Linked DNA regions of Sus scrofa: region 1 is linked to region 2. The links are chromatin contacts, called in public promoter capture Hi-C maps. All regions are on one chromosome and are shown on one strand. Each heading gives the region's core, a stretch centred on a gene start, on an enhancer-like site or on the middle of the called end of the contact. The rest is flanking DNA. Distances are from core to core; before and after follow the strand shown.

What was found. Promoter capture Hi-C pulls out the DNA fragments that hold promoters and counts their contacts.
Region 1: a promoter capture Hi-C map of fetal skeletal muscle shows a contact between it and region 2, with 11 times the contacts expected there. The contact joins the promoter of SCARF2 here to the promoter of SDF2L1 in region 2. A contact is called at or near these places in 2 of 5 promoter capture datasets (fetal skeletal muscle and liver) and 1 of 47 Hi-C or Micro-C datasets (embryonic fibroblasts).

Annotation. Positions count from the first base shown.
Region 1 is chr14:50,811,867-50,814,884 of Sscrofa11.1, reverse strand. It overlaps SCARF2 (scavenger receptor class F member 2), which reads right to left and starts at 1,724. Exons shown (of 11, transcript XM_021072793.1): 1 at 1,537-1,724. The coding sequence starts at 1,709.
Region 2 is chr14:50,249,549-50,252,950 of Sscrofa11.1, reverse strand. SDF2L1 (stromal cell-derived factor 2-like protein 1) reads left to right here and starts at 1,315. Exons shown (of 3, transcript XM_001929542.5): 1 at 1,315-1,595; 2 at 1,929-2,125; 3 at 2,942-3,344. The coding sequence starts at 1,409. The coding sequence ends at 3,223. It overlaps LOC110256815, which reads left to right. Exons shown (of 3, transcript XM_021073687.1): 3 at 958-1,038. The coding sequence ends at 1,038.

The sequences.
Region 1 (3,018 bases), core at 475-2,974, 560 kb before region 2:
CAATCAGCCATCCACCCTCTCCCGCATGAGGTGGGTACCACCACCAACCTCAGTTGACAGAGGTGGAGACAGGCTCAGAGAGGTTAAGCCATTTGCCCAAGGCTACTCAGATGGGGAAAGGTGACACCAGCATCTGAAACCCAGCCCAGACTCCAGGCTACGGGAACAGACCGCCTCGTGGGGAGGTCTCCGGAGAGGGGGAGTGGGAGCAGGCTCCCGACCGCTCCAGGCTGCCATCGGATCCCCCAGCATGGACCCCCACAGGGAAGGAGGGGCCTAGGCGGTAGGACAGGGCCGCTGGCGATCGTGCCCTCCCCCTCTCCAGGCAGCCCCGCCCGCCTCCGCCACTGCATTCCTGGGGCCGGGGAGGCCCGGGAGGCCCGGGAGGCGGCGGCGGCGTCGATGTGAAGCAGATGGCGGGCCAGGCCGGCCCCCGCCCGGAGGCGGAGCTCGCAGCGGGGAGGGGTCTGCGCGCCTCGGGATCTGAGCTTGGAAACCCCGCGCGGCCCCTCACAGCCCCTTGTCTGCGGCGACCGCCCTGCCCCCGGACGCGGCCCCCTGGGCTCTGCGGCCCAGGGCGTCCCTACTGCACCCGCTAGGAGCCGGTGGCTGCCCCTCCAGCTTCCTGTCCACCCGGCGCCCCCGGCACAGGTCAAGGCACCCCCACACACAGGCTTCTTGCCCCCGCGTGGAGATGCCCTTGACCTCGAAATGGCCTCTTAAAGGGGCCCACCAGGTCCTCCGACCCCTGCGTCCACTCCTGGGTCTTGGCCTGTGCTCTTCGCCCTCTGCGCAGAGTCCTGGGCCTGCCGCCCTCGGGCAAGGCCTGTCCCCTCCTGTTCCACACGCTTCCCCAGTCAGCTCCTTGGGGCGCCCCACCTCGGCGCCGCCCCTCCCACACCTGGTATTCCTACCCGGGAGGTCCACATCCTCCCGATGCCGGCGCCGGCGCAGGGCATTGTCTTTTCGATCCCTGCTTCTGGTCCACTCTGAGCGCAGCCTTCTCGATGCCCACCTCCGTTACTACCTTCCTCCCACCCGAGCCCGCTCCTCCTAAGACTGTTCTGTCCTTCCGAGTCTCGCCTGCCTTAAGTCCTCCTCGGCTCCCTTCTTTCAGGAGCGCCGCTCCATCTCCCCTGGACCCTCACCGTCCCTTCATCCTGGCTCTAGCCACACTCGTGTGCCTGGGCTCCTGAGCATGCCATGCCATGCCATGGGCTTGAAATGCCCTTCCTGACTTATGGCCTTCACTGCCCGGCCCAAGGGTCCCTTTTTCTGGGTCTAAAATCTCGGACACCCTGTGTCAGCCCTCCGAGCGCCCACAGTCCTCCGCTTTCCCTTCGCTGTCTCCTCGTCCGGTGTATCCTCGGACGCACCGTCGTGGCCCGGCGCCCTAGCTCGGCCTGGAGCGGAGCCGGTGTCGGCGAGGCCCGCCAGAGAGGCCCGCGCGTTTGGCGCAGAGAGGTCCCGGGCGCCCCCTCCCCCCGGTCCTGGGCGTCCCCTTCGGCTCCCTTCCCCAGCCCGGCCGGCTCCTACCCGGGCGCGCGGCACACGTTGCGGCCGCGCGGGCTCAGCTCCTGGGGCGCCGCGGGGCCGGGCAACAGCCAGAGCAGCAGTAGCAGCGGTGGCGGCGGCAGCAACCGCGGCGGCGGCCCCCCGGCTCCCCGGCGCCGCGCCGGCCCGGCCCCCCGGGGCCCTGCGCCCTCCATGCGGCGCGGGGCAGGCGCGGGGCGGGCGCGGGTGCGGCCGCAAGCGAGAGCGGCCGGAAGCGGAGTGCGCGGCCGGGCGGGGGGCGGCAGGAGGGGCGCCGGGCCGGGCAGGAAATTCCACATCGGCTCCCTGATCCCGGGCCAGCCGCGGCCGGCCAGGCGGCAGCGCCCGCCCCGCGCGCCAGACCCCACCCTCTGGCCGCGCCGCCGCCCCTCCGCACGGCCCCCGCCCCCACGCGGCCGCGCGCAAACTTGGGGGCAAACTTGGAAGGGGCCCGCCCGGGGAATCCCCGACCGCCGCTCGTGTCCCTCCCCTCCCCAGACACCCACCCCAGAAGCGGCCCCTGCGCGCTCCCTGCGAGGCCAGGCCAGGGACGGGAAGGAGGTGGGGACGAGGCGCGACGCACCGAAGCTCCCTCGGCGCCCCCGCCAGCAGCGCCTCAGAACGGCCAGGTCAAGGCTGCAAGCCGGCCTCTGCCCACCCGCACCCCCCAGAGGCCTGCCTAGTACCCGGCTGTGCCATCAGTGCAATCAAAGCCTGCAAGCTACGGCGGGCCGGATGCTCGAGGCCTATGGGTAGACTCGGTCTGGACCAGAGGCCTGAGTAGGAGGTTGGGGAGCATAGGGATGGACTGGAGAGAATGGCACCCCCGTGGGCTCCGACGAGAGAAAGTGGAGGTGAAGGCAGGTCAGGGAGACTAATGGAAGTGGCAGGACCGCCCTGGGACTGAGACCCTACAGCTCTTGTCAAGGTGTGGAGAAGGGCTGGGGACCTGACAGGGATTCCGTCGGTTTCAGGAGGTCACCAAAGGAAAAGTCCAGAAGGTGGAGTCAGGGCTGGAAGCATGGGCGCTACTACATCAGGAGGGTGCGCGGCAGCACAGAGCAGAGCAGGGGCAGCAGAGAAGGGGACAGGGAGGAGAAGGAACCCCAGGCCAGGAAGCAGAGGGGAAGCAGGGACGGCAGGTAAGCCAGGGGATGGAACAGAAAGCTAGCAGCTGGGTCCTAGCAGTGATGAGCTGGGCTTCTGGGGACTTGAGAGTTGGCAGAAGGGCCTGGGCAAGGAGGGGCACCTGCCTTCTCCCAGGGAGCAGGCTGCATGCAGACCCCTGAGGGGACGGTGGTGTCCTGCCTCAGGTACCTGGATAGCCCATCTGGGAGGGTGGAATAAGGGCCACTAAAAGGTCCAAGGCTGTGGGCACCACCAGGCTGGAAGAAGGTGGGCTGGGGAGGAGCAGGGTAGGGGCCTTCCACCATTAGGTCCCCTCTCTGAGCCATGCTGGTCCAGGAGGGAGGCAGAAGTTGGGGA
Region 2 (3,402 bases), core at 66-2,565:
CAAACCGTGGCCTCCAGGTGGAGGGTGCTGAGCACCTACCTATGAGGTGAGCTGGGGATGTGGTATACAGGAAAAGGGACATCCAGGAGGAGCCATGAGTCTCCAGAAACTACAAGTGGAGCCACATTGGCTTCCCCAACTCAGTCTTGGGGTCTCTGCTGCTATTGGAACCCTTTCTTTGCCTTCAGGGAGATTACTAACCCTGTTCTTGCCATCCCCTCATTCCCAGTGTAACAGGAAACCATTGGTAGCTTTCAGCAGACACCTGGCATGATCCAATTTATGATTTTTAAGGCACAAACCACTTTCCTGTGTAGAAAATGTCTTGGAGGGGCCTGAGTTATCAGAAGCAGGGAACTCTTCTAGGAGGTGGTGGTAGATGTGGAGGGGTGGGAGGCGCCTTGTATTAGGGTGGTGAGGGTGCTGGGGTTGGGGCAGGAGAGATGCCTCACAGCCTGATTTGGAGTCAGAGCCATCTAGACGGGGTGAATTGAAAGACTTGGAGTGAAGTCAACGTAGGAATGTTCCACAAATGAATAAATAGTGGTGTAAGTTTCTCCCCTTGAAGACTGAGCCCACAGACCTCTGAGAAGGCTATGGGTCTGAAGCCCTGGACGCAAAGTAACCGAGGCTTGGTCCCCAGTTACTTGGTCTCCCTCTGCTCTTGTTTCCTAAGACAGCTTGGTGGTGCTTTCTGGGGACCACCTGCCACTATCCTCTACACCACAGCTCCCTCTGCTGCCCAGCGGCCTAATGACCATGAGATTCTGCCCTGGAAGGGGTCAGTGAGTGGCCAAGGAATTCAGAAACTCCAGGGTCCAGGAACTGAGGTGACCCAATGCAGGAGAAGGGGTAAAGACCAAGCGACTGGGGAACCAGTCCATCCTGGGGTCCAGGGACTGAAGGACCAGGTGACTGAGTTTTTGAGATGTGTCCACTTGTGACCACGTAATCCAGTGGTCGAGCAACATCAAGACCCTGCAGCTGCGGGACTTAGGGCCCAAGGAAGACACCATGATTGAGGTCCTGGGGATCTAGGGCCAAGGACCTTCGTGAAGAGGCGAACCAGGTGTTCTGGGGCCCAGAGGCCACGGGAGGGCCGCCCTCACCTGCAGAGCGAGCCACCAGCTCTCTCCGCTCGGCACCGCCCCAGTCTTCCCTTGATACTCATTGGTGAGTCCTCGGAAGCGTGGACCAATCATAACCCTCCTCGTGTCTCCAACCCCCTCCCCGCCGCGTCTCTCGAAAGCTGGGGGCGGGTCCCTTCCACAAGGACTCAATAACAGTGCAGGCGGAGCGCCGTGCAGGCCGGCGATTGGCTACCGTGGTGGGCTCTGTCAGAGCCCGATTGGCCGGCAGCGGAGACGGAAGCGTCCACGGGCCGAGTTGCCAGAGCCCGGCCGGGGCGATGTGGAGCGCGGGTTGCCGGCGAGCTGCCGGACCGGCGCTGCTGGGGCTGCTGCTAGCGCTCTTGGTGCCGGGCAGCGGTGCCGCCAAGACCGGCTCGGGCCTCGTGACCTGTGGGTCGGTGCTGAAGCTGCTCAACACGCAGCACCGGGTGCGGCTGCATTCGCACGACATCAAATACGGATCCGGTGCGCGGGCTGGGGCTGCGGCATCCGGGCAGTAGCGGCCAGGGGTGGGGGTCTGACAGAGGTGGGGCGGGGGTCTGCCGGCCAGGGGTCTGGGAATCATCAGGGACTGAAGGAGTTGCGGACCAAGGGGCAGAGTCTGGCTGTTTGACGGGGTGGTCGCGATGTCATTCGGGAGCTTCGGACCAGGTGACTTGAGTCCCGCCCGGGCGGGAGGGGCTGAGGGAGCCACTGGGTCCCAGGGTTGAGCTTGTCCGGGAGAAATGATGGTGTCCTTGCCGAGGGTCAGAGTTGTCGCGTTGACGGCAACCCCGGGGGTGGGGTATCTCCCCCTAGGCAGCGGCCAGCAGTCGGTGACCGGCGTGGAGGCGTCCGACGACGCCAACAGCTACTGGCAAATCCGCGGCGGCTCGGAGGGCGGGTGTCCGCGCGGGTCTCCGGTGCGCTGCGGGCAGACGGTTCGGCTGACTCACGTGCTCACCGGCAAGAACCTGCACACGCACCACTTCCCTTCGCCGCTGTCCAACAACCAGGTGAGCCCCTGGAGTATATGTGAGGGGCCGGGCGCCGGCTCTGAGCCTCGACTTCCTCTGTGGAACGGGAATTTCAAATCAGAAGTGTTTGTTGAGCGCCCCCTCTGGGGACACCGAGGTGACTGCATGCGTCAGGGTCCTGTCCCCTGGAGCTCTCTGCCCAGGCAGAAAGAGCCATCTAGCTAGACAGTGCCATCCCTGAGGGGCAATCCGACAGCGGAGGAGGAGAATCCACTATGGCCACTGGAGTGAGGAATGGAAACCCTCCAGGGGAGGGGGAACTCAGGCTGGGCCTGGAAGGAGGAGGAGCCCCCCAGGCCACAGAGAGGAGAGTGTCTCTGAGGCCTAAGGAAGAGCTTGCATGTGGAGTTCATTGGAACTGGGTGGGAGGTGGGGCTGGAACAGAGGATGCTTTTGGACGGTTATCAGAAGAGAAAGTAGATTAATAGAACCTTAATCTTAAGCCCAGCCTGAGGTGTGGGCTTTATGCTGAGTGAGGGTCAGAGGGATTAGAACAGGAGGAACATGGAGGAGCGAGGAGAAGGTCTTGGCCCTGTGGGGGCCTGTGGTCGCTGCCCAGATGAGGTGGGATGTGCTGGTGTTTGAAAAATTTACGGAGGTGGGGGGTGGGGGGCTTCTGAGTGCTGGGGGTAGGAGTTGTGTTGTCCTATTTTGCAGCTGTGGAAACTGAGGCTCAGAGAGTTGCAAGGCAGGCCCCTGGGTGTGAGCGCAGTGCTAGACAAGTGTCTACAGGAGTCTCAGAGTGCCCTTCATAATGACTACTGTCCTCCCATCCTGCCCCACCCGCACCCACAGGAGGTGAGCGCCTTTGGGGAGGATGGCGAGGGTGATGACCTGGACCTGTGGACAGTGCGCTGCTCAGGGCAGCACTGGGAGCGGGAGGCTGCAGTGCGCTTCCAGCACGTGGGCACCTCTGTGTTCCTTTCGGTCACCGGTGAGCAATACGGGAGTCCCATCCGTGGGCAACACGAGGTGCACGGCATGCCCAGCGCCAACACTCACAATAGGTGGAAGGCCATGGAAGGCATCTTCATCAAGCCCAGCATGGACCCCTCTGCAGGTCATGATGAACTCTGAGTGCTCTGGATGGGTGGATGGAGGGCAGAAGGATGGGTTGACTGCAGACCCACTCTTGGGGGAAACTTTGGGTTTGTAGGGATTCTTAAGTGCCTTTATGATTAAAGAATGTTGGTCTATGGTTGTATTTTGCTGTGAGTCTAGGGGTGCCCAGCAAGCGCCAGCCCTCCCTGGCCTGG